Linked DNA regions of Mus musculus: region 1 is linked to region 2. A link is a contact called in public HiChIP or PLAC-seq data. All regions are on one chromosome and are shown on one strand. The core of a region is the stretch at or near the end of the contact, and the rest is flanking DNA. Distances in the headings are between cores, read along the strand shown. Region 1 has its middle 25 kb from the start of Rreb1. Region 2 overlaps Gm40913 (a long non-coding RNA gene).

Region 1 (4,706 bases), core at 921-3,420, 530 kb after region 2:
GCCTGTCTGCCTGTGTGTTTGGAGATAGTCTTGCTCTGTAGCCCAGGCTGGCCTCCTTCAGGCTCCTTTGTTCTGGGATGTTTATCTGTCTTTCAGAGAAGTTATGGAGACCCTGCATTATGTTTGTGTTTTTGTTAAAAATTGGCGTATTGAAACACGTACAGGAAGAAGGTACAGTCTGGTGTGGGATCTTTCTCCCTTCACTGTTCTTCTGTGAAGATGTCTCCTGAGTGGTAGGGAGGGGGAGGGAGGGGAAAGCAAGTTCATGTTTAAAGGTCCTGGGCAGCAGCTTTCTCAGCCCTGTCCTCAACTTTATGCTTGGTTTTGATATGTGCCTTTAAAATGCATAAAGTTGCATATGGCTCGCCTTCTACCACAGTTTGTGTGTGTTTAATTATGTGTGCCATTTGAAAAGGCAGCTAAAGCACCAGCAGGAATTATCAGCAGGTAGAAACTGCCTTTCCTATGTCAGAGCAGCCAGTGTGGCTTAGTTGATGCTTCTGTTGCTCTAAGCAGGTAGGTTTCTGGTCTGGAGGCTACCCATTAACCCTATAAGTGCCTAACTGCAGACTGGAAAGATAAAGAAAAACAACCCAGTGTTTTGTCCGACTGCAAGACAAGTGAAACAGGGCAGTTTAAGCTTGATATGCTCATGTAGAGGCCAAGGAGGAGACCTGGGAGGTGATGGGATGAAGGCTCCCATAGCTGATAGTGAAGGTCTCAGCAATATGATCAGAATTCCCGTGAGGAATGGGGTTAGCTCTTCTCTGTGGTATTTTCTCTGTAAGCCTGCCTTTAACTGCCCACATAGCTGTGAGGAGAGGAAGAAGGAAGAAAGGGGTTGCTGTTTGCATCCATTTGCCAGAAAGGAGTTAACAGAACATACCACAAAACAGGTTGGGCAAGACTGTTAAAGTCAGTGATGAAGCCTGCCTCCTCCCCTTCTCTTCTTCTTCCTCCCTCCTCCTCCTCCTCCTCTTCCCTCTCCTTCCCTTAACCATTTTCAGGACTTGAAAACGTCTTTGGACTATCGCCTACATCCCCCTCTCTCCCCCTGCACCCCCAACTCACTGCCTGGCTTCCCCTCTCCTAGTCAGAACACTTGATGTGAATAAAATACTTTGTGCGGATGAGGAGCTTGTCTGCGACAGGCAGGCAGCCTGGCCAGCTGTTTCTCAAGCAGTCGATGGTGCCCTCTGTCATGTAACATAGGCCCTATTCAGCAGCAGCATTCTTGAGTATGCATTTATGCCTCTGTGGGACTGTGGAGTGGACAGCTTGGGAGGGAGGGAGGGAGGGAGGGAGGGAGGGAGAATGTGGAGGCTGGAATGAAGAAGGAGTGTGTGCATTCACACAGACTCGGAGAGCAATGAGCTACCCAAATGCCACTAAGTCAGAAGACATTGTTTGAAGCATCTTTAGTGAGCTCTGACTTCTGGGGTGTCCTGGGGCCTAGGATGCAGGAGACCTGGTTTCATCGCAGGCCAGTTTGTGTTTGATATAAGTTGTCCATGGTGTTTGCATTCATTCATCCCATAAACATACCATATATAGTCACGCTTGAGCTCCCTATAACATCACAAGGGAAGCACTCCTAATGCACAGTTCCTTTCTTGCTCAGAGAAGCAGACTCACACGGGCTATTTCTGGTGTCTTGTGGCCTGCTGTCTTTGGGGAGGGGGAGAAAAAAAAAAGAGGCTCTTGCTTTTCATAGTTACACTGTTTGCAATGTTTCTGATTCTTGTTTGCCTGGCACTCTGAAAGTTAAAAGAATTTTACTGTCATGGGAGGAAAAACAGAATCCTCTGAGTGCATCTGTTTTAGAATAAAAGTCTGTTTTTGTTAGTGTCTTTAGTGTCACATACGTTTTGTTTTATGGGTCCTGATCTCCCACTGTTCAGAGAGCATCCTTTTATGTCGTTAGGGTGACATACCCTGGAACATGTAGCCGTTCTCGGTGGCTACAGAGAGGTTTTCCTTCTGTTTCCTCTCAGCCTTGCTGAGCTGTCCAGATTATTTACCACGTATCATATTAGATGGTCAAGGCAGGACATGTAGCTTCTGTGGGACTGATGGCAGCCTTCAGAACCTGACAGAGCAGGGTTGGCCGAGTCGAGGTGACAGTGAGAAACAAGTGCAGTCCCTTTGTCCCACACCTCGAATACTGTATATGAGCTTGGAGTGCCCATCAGAGCGTTTGTGGCTCAGATAAGAGATCCGTGCCCCCTGCCCCACCCCGCTTACACTCCTACTCCCCGGAGTGTTTTTTCCCTCAGGACTCATGTAAATAACTTGAGGGAAAAGATGGTTGCCAAGTTGGGACTTCTGTTTTGCTTTCTTTCATTGGCCTCATCAGAGCGGATCTGTATCTGACTGTGTGACAGTTAATTGTCCCATCCTCTCCTTTCCAAGGCTGATAAGACACTGCTTCTATCAAACCTCACTGAGGAGTTCTTAATGCAGTAGAACAAAGCTATCTTTTTCTTTCTTTCTTTCTTTCTTTCTTTCTTTCTTTCTTTCTTTCTTTCTTTCTTTCTTTCTTTTGTAATCTCATCCTTTTAACTTACATAATGGTGTTTCTCCAAGTAGTGCAAGCTAATAAGTTAAAAGTTTCTTCAAAAGCATCAGTAAGTTCATATTTAAAAAGTGGTTAACATTCTGGAGTCAGATGGGGCTCTGTGAGTTCAAAGCCAGACTGATGTACTTAGGGAGACCCTGTCTCAAAAATAAACAAAGTCCAAACAGATGTCTGAGGAGATGACTCAGCAGTCAAGAACACTGGCTACTCTGCCGAGGACTCAGATTCTGTTCCCAGCACCTACATGGCAGCTCAGAACTGGCTGCACCTCCAGCCCCAGGAGATCTGACGCCCTCTCCTGGCTTCCTTTTGCAAGCACGTGGTGCACTCTACATTTGTTTCTAGGTAATTGCTAATTATTAGTAGTAATTCATCAGTATTAGATGCTGCTTAGAAAATCCAGATGACCTGATGCCACTATGGAGACCACAGCAGCCTGGTTAACATGGGGTTGACTCACTTTTGGGGAGATAACTCACTTGGCACTCTCCAGTACAGACTGAGTGAGAGCTAGTGTGGTGAATAGTATATATGGTGGTGATTTATAGTTTTCAAAAGCCACGCAAGTGTTAAGAAATCCCGGCAGTAACTCCCTAACCTTGATTTGTGTAGTATGCTAGCAATATTTTTACTGTTTGTTTGTTGGAGACAGGGTTTCTCTGTGTAGCTCTCAAACAGGCCTTTAATCCCAGCACTCAGAATGCAGAGGCAGGTGGAGCTCTGAATTTGAGGCCAACTTGATCTACAAATCCAGACAGCCAGGGCCACCTCCACATACCCAAGTGACACAGTGCATGTGAGTCAGCTGACACTAACACCTGGCTTTGTTTATAGTCTTAATTATAGTTGTGTTTTTTTTTTTAAGGCTAAGAGGAGCTGATATCTCTCTCTCTCTCCCCCCCCTCTCTCCCTCCCTCTCTCCTTCCCTCCCTTCCTCCCTCCCTCTCCTTCCTTTCCTTCTTTATTTATTCTATGTATATGAGTACACTGTCACAGATGCACTTGAAGAGGGCATCGGATCCCATTACAGACAGTTGTGAGCCACCATGTAGTTGCTGGGAATTGAACTCAGGACCTCTGGAAGAGCAGTCAGTGCTCTTAACCACTGAGCCATCTCTCCATCCCAGTCTTAATTATGGTCTTAATGTGAATTGTCTTTTGTGTTCATAGCTAGAATGGTATGTTAGAAAAGATTTATTTTATGTGTATGAGTGTGTTGCTTGAAAGTTCGTCTATGCATCACATGTGGATGTCAGAAGAGGGCATCAGACCTTGTGAGCTGTTATATATGTGACCGCACATATATGAGAACCTGGGTCCTCTGTAAGAACACACACATGCTCTTAACTGTTGAGACATCAACCCAGCTCCAGGATGCCATTGAGGTTTTTTAAAATTATATATATTTTTAAAACTGTCTCTGGTATAAAGAAAAAAGATATCTCTATACCAGAGAGGTCATAGGTACCTGGAAGATACTCTTTATAGAAAAATAATTTTGGACTTGTGCTGTGAGTGTGTAAGGTTTATTTTATTATTCCGTAGATGTGTGTATATATGCACGTAAGTGCAGGTGCCTGAGAGAGTGTCAGATACCCCCGAGCTGAAGCTACAGTAGTTGTCAGCCACCCAGCATGGATGCTGGCAACCAAACTCAAGTCCTATGCAAGAGCAACCAGCCCTCTTAACTGAGCTAGCCCTAACCTCACTGGGTGTGCATGTTTCTTTTGTTTTAAAGAGACAGTACCCTACTTTGTAGCCCGGACATGCTTTAAAACTAATTCCTGTCCTTTTGCTTCAGCCTTCCATGTGCCAGGATGGAATTGTAGGCTCAGAAGGACCATGTTCTAATAATCTCATAGGTACATTTGAATACTCAATACTTCAATATATTAGCTTTCTTCTGTGCATTTAGGTTTGCTGTAGCACATTTCTAACACTGAGGAAAAGCATAAACTTTTATGTTCCTTTCCAAACAAGCCCTTGGTGTTTTTCATAAGTGAAACTGTTCATTTGAATATTTAACAAGAGTTAAAGTTGGGTCTTGCAGTATCCAGGGAAACTCTGACTGCAGATTGCCACACTAAAGGTTGAAAGTATTATCTTACATGGTAGTCACTGTTGACAC
Region 2 (4,683 bases), core at 1,755-4,254:
CAGACAGACAGACAGACAGACAGACAGATAGATAGATAGATAGATAGATAGATAGATAGATAGATAGAAGATAGGGATAGACAGACAGGGATAAACAGACAGATAGATTGATAGATAGATAGATAGATAGATAGATAGATAGATAGAAGATAGGGATAGACAGACAGACAGGGATAAACAGACAGATAGATTGATAGATAGATAGATAGATAGATAGATAGATAGATAGATAGATAGATAGATAGATAGATAGATTTCAGCAGAAAATATATGCATTATGTATGTATTCCTGGTGTCACTTTTGGCTCTGTGCTCCCATGAACTGATCCTAGTGTTAACATTTCAGTTGATACATTTTTGAGATGGTTAACAGTGGGTCTGAAAACTCTGCCTATAGACATGAAGATGTGCAGGGAAACCCTGAGCAGGTAAGAAAACTAAGAACAGCGCAGATGCCAGGGTGAGTTGGCCAGCTCTGCTGAGTGCCCTGGGAACACACCCTGCTTTCCTTGGTATTTTGAAACTCTTTTCTGCCAGCACAATTGCGGTCACAGGACTTTGGGCCTTCCTTTCCAACATCATTTTTGAAAACCAAATTTGACTTTATCTTTTTTTTTCAAACATTTTAGGTGTGTAATTAGTCACAATGATTAATACCCTATACAAAGGTATTTCCTTTTATCCCAAATAGAAGCTCTATGACCATTAAACAATTCCCTGTTCCCCATCTTTTAAACCTCCAGTAGCTGTAGCTTTAGTTTCTGTCTCCATAAATTTGCCTACTTATACAGGCTAGTTTTAAGCCATTTTGACAAAGCTAGAATTATTTTGGAAAAAGGAACCTCAGTAGAGAAAATGCCCCCACTACATTGGACCTCATCAGATTGGCTGGTAGTGAATTTTCTTGATTGATGACTGATGTATGAGGGCCCAGCTCACTTAGGCCAGTGCCTCCCCTTGGCTGGTGGTCCTCCGTACTATAATAAAGTAGGCTGAGCAAGCCGTGGGCAGCGAGCCAGTAAGCAGGACTCCTGTATGGTCTCTGCTTCAGTTCCTGCTTTCAGATTCCTGCCCTGACTCCCTGGATAATGGACTGTAACCCTAAAAGAAGAAATAAACCCTTTTCCTCTTCATCTTGCTTTTGGTCGTGGGGTTTTATCACAGCAATAGAAACCCTAGAACAGGACTTCAACTCAGTGGAATTGTCTGCCGTTTGTCCTTTTGTAACCAGATTATATCACTTAACATAACGGTTTTAGGATTCAGTGATGTGACATACTTCTGTTCTTTTGAAGCTGAATGACATTCGATTGTGTGGCTACTCATGTAATCACGCACAGAGAGAGAGAGAGATGTATATAATTCTGCTTATCCATTCACTCGTTGATGGACATGTGGCTACTGTGAATAATGCTGCACACACTCAGGTATCTGTTTCAGTCCCTTCTTTCGGTGCATTTGATAGATTCCCTAGAAGCAAAATTTCCAGTTCCCTTGGAATTTTCCATTTAGCTTTTAAAGGAGCTGTCAAAATGCTTCTTGTGGGGTCTGAATGGTTGGGCATTTCTCCCACATGAACAAAGGCTCACATATCTCCGCAGCATCAGCACTTGCATGTTCTGTTGTGGCTATTTTGATTACCCATCCTAATGAATGAGAACGCTGTAGAATTGGTTTTCTTTGGTACTTACACGCATCGAGTGAATTTTGATGTTGGCCCTCTTATCTCATGCTGTGGACCTTCAGAGAAACTGCACATCAAGTCCTAAGCCCATTGTCAAGCCTTGCTGTTGTGGCTCCTTATCCTGATCCTTAGGGGTGTGGTTTGTGAATAATTTCTCCATTCTGTTTACTCTACGGGTAGTGTAATTCAATAAGCATTTTGTTGTTGTTGTTACTTTTATAAAGTCCAATTTGTTTACTCCTTTCTTTTATTGCCTGCTGTGGTTTGAAATAGACGTGAGTGTCTCCAAAGGTCTATGGGTTGGAAGCACAGTGTTCAGGATGGCAGTATTTATAGGAAGCAGAATAATTTTTTTCTTTTTGAACACTCCCTACATATATACACTCTAAGTAATTATAATTCATCTCCATTACCCTCTAGTATCCAAATTCCTTTCCTTCTCTCTGAACCCTCTGTTCTTCCTACCTAATTTTCTAACAGCTACACCATTTAAGAAAATGATACCCACTTCTCTAGTAGACATTAACTGTTTAAAAAAAATACCTTGGATATCAACCCTAGGCTTGACTCTTAGTTCTGCCCTTGGGAGACCTTGGTTAAATGACTTCATTCTCTAAAATTCCATCTCCTAGCTTATAGCAAAGGCATTACACAATTTCCACTCCAAATTCATGCAAAAACAGGAGTTCATGGTTGATTACTGTTGTTCAATTAACTACCTCTAAGGACCATGAACTACAATTCCGACACCATCAAGAATGAGCCCTTTGCCACTGCTGAGAAGCCACACACATGATGGCTGGCTGGCTTACTAAATGGCCATTTTGATGATGTTGCAAGAGCAAAAAACTATAGGGGGCATGGAGGGAAAATATAAAGGATGCTGCATAAGCTTTTACATCGCAGAGTGTAATCTTTCCTCCTTGGGAAAACATAGCAAGAATCGTGAATAAAACCACAAACATGGATCTTACTTAGGCATTGTACCAAAAATCTGTAGATTTCTATTCTGCCATAATGGGGGGGGGGTATATTACCTAACTTAAGAAAGGGGTTCCTATTTGTTTATCAAGAAGCCCAAGCCTTCTGAATCCTGTCCAGCCCTGACCCAGAGGCAGCATTCCGTTGAATTTTTCTGCACTACTGTTCTTTTGAAATGTGTTAGTTCACAGCTATGCTTCAGCCCCTAATTTGCCATGTAAGCATTTTTTTTCTAATGATGGTATTTTCATTTTAATCTCAGCCACGGGAAATGAAACCAAGACAGTAACGTCAGTTCTCTCATTGCTGTGGCCAGCAGCCATCTGACACAAGCAACTCAGGCAAGGGAAGGTTTGCTTGGCTCTCCGTTCAAGAAGGAACAGAGCCATCAAACTAGAGATGGCAAGGAGTGAGGAGGGGCAGGTAATATTTGTGTCTGTGGTCAGGAAACAGAGAGCTGACTGGAAGTGGGGCTGGGCTATAAAACCTCAAGGCCCAACCGGGTGATCAACTCCCTCCAGTGAAGTTTCACCTTCTAAAATTCCCACAGATTTCCAAAACAAGCCCACTAGGTGGGAACTGATTTCTCAAACACATGAGCCTTAATGGTGCCTTTTCACATTCAAGTCGACAAGGGCTACCAGAGTTTTAATTCCAAATAGCCAGGTACCCTTGACTCAAACGGGGAAGCTATACAACTCCTGTTGAATCAAGAGTCTGCACCTTATTTAGGTCATAAAACTGAGAGCAGTGGGACCCGTAGCCCACAGGTCTCACTCCATCTTCAACATCTTCATTATAAGTGTTCCTCTTCTTGAGGCTATATGAGGAAAAGCAATCGTTGAGCAATAATTCTTGAACTCTTTGTTCAAGGTTAGCAGGATGGTCACATACCTCCAGTGGCTCTTACCAAACACCCAGAGTTGCAGAGAGGCTGAGCACCCCACGCTGCCAAGTGAGTGTTTCTAGTAATCAAAATTGTGTGCACTGACAAGGGCAGCAGCTGGAGGAACGTTGCTGAAGAAGTCGGCTTTTTTCCCCTGCACGACCTCTCAGTTAATCAAGTTCAGCTAGAGAGTGTGATCGAAGCAAATGCAGTCTCTCACCTCCAGAATTCTTTATTTCTTATGTATTATAAGCACCATGCATTGTCCTCTGAGTCCTCAAGGGCATCTCAGAGCAGATTTTCTGAGCTCACGTCACTTCATAGCAGTTTATTCTGAGACGAGGATCACTGTTCAGGAATGAGGGGAGTAATAATGCTTATTGATGGGATTTTCATGATGGTCTAAATGCCTAGTTTTCATTTCTTTCATTTGAATTTAACATAAGAGCAAAATAGTCAATGGTCATATACAAAAATTTACAAAGGCAGAAATACGCATGGCCAGCACAACAGTGTGAAAAGATGTTCTCTTGTATTATTATGCTGAAAAAATGTAAATAGGCATAAGGAGACACTAATGTTTATCTACTAAAAATGGACAAAAACAATCAATAGTAATATGTGACTGCTGAGAGGATTGTTAAATTGCCCAGTGTCCCTGGGGAAAAAAATATGATTGTATGTGTCTGAAGCCTTAAAATGTCTGGTAATTCTTTCCACAAAGAACTTCACTTGGAGGAACTTACTCTGAAGAAATAGTCGTGGCTAAGTTCAAACATAACAAAGAAATTCCCCCTCAGCATTCACTCTTATTATTTTGCTATTGACAACTAGCAAAGTATAAACAGATGCAGTCTATACAGCAGAAGAATACACAGTCATTAAGATTATCTAATGGAAGGAGACACATACCCAGTGTAAGTTGTATAGGTCAGATGTGTACACACATTCAAATGAAATCTCACCAACCAGTGGAGATGGTTGGAGGTTGAGGTTATTGGTGTTTCCTTCCTGCCTTCTTTTAGCCTCCCTGACTGAAAAGTTCTTCAGTTATAATGCATGAGAAACAAAAAGAGAGGAAAAAAAACTGACCTACTTTTAGTAAAGGATCCTTCTGCATTTTTGTTGATGT

Evidence for each region. HiChIP or PLAC-seq counts read pairs in DNA pulled down with a chosen protein or histone mark.
Region 1: an H3K27ac HiChIP or PLAC-seq map of microglia shows a contact between it and region 2, with 4 times the contacts expected there. The contact joins two enhancer-like sites. A contact is called at or near these places in 1 of 115 datasets of contacts at active chromatin or transcription factors (microglia) and 1 of 9 other capture datasets (macrophages).

The regions. Positions count from the first base shown.
Region 1 is chr13:37,861,476-37,866,181 of GRCm38.p6, forward strand. It overlaps a transcript of Rreb1 not described here. Among named protein-coding and RNA genes, the nearest start is that of Rreb1, 25 kb to the right of the region's middle. Within about 2 kb of position 2,171, at least 52 of the 459 cell types and tissues checked have an H3K27ac peak or open chromatin away from gene starts, as enhancers often do. A contact at or near this core is called in microglia, where this site is marked.
Region 2 is chr13:37,334,512-37,339,194 of GRCm38.p6, forward strand. Gm40913 (a long non-coding RNA gene) reads left to right here. Exons shown (of 3, transcript XR_873248.2): 2 at 1,296-1,427. Among named protein-coding and RNA genes, the nearest start is that of Gm40913, 3.1 kb to the left of the region's middle. Within about 2 kb of position 3,005, at least 31 of the 459 cell types and tissues checked have an H3K27ac peak or open chromatin away from gene starts, as enhancers often do. A contact at or near this core is called in microglia, where this site is marked.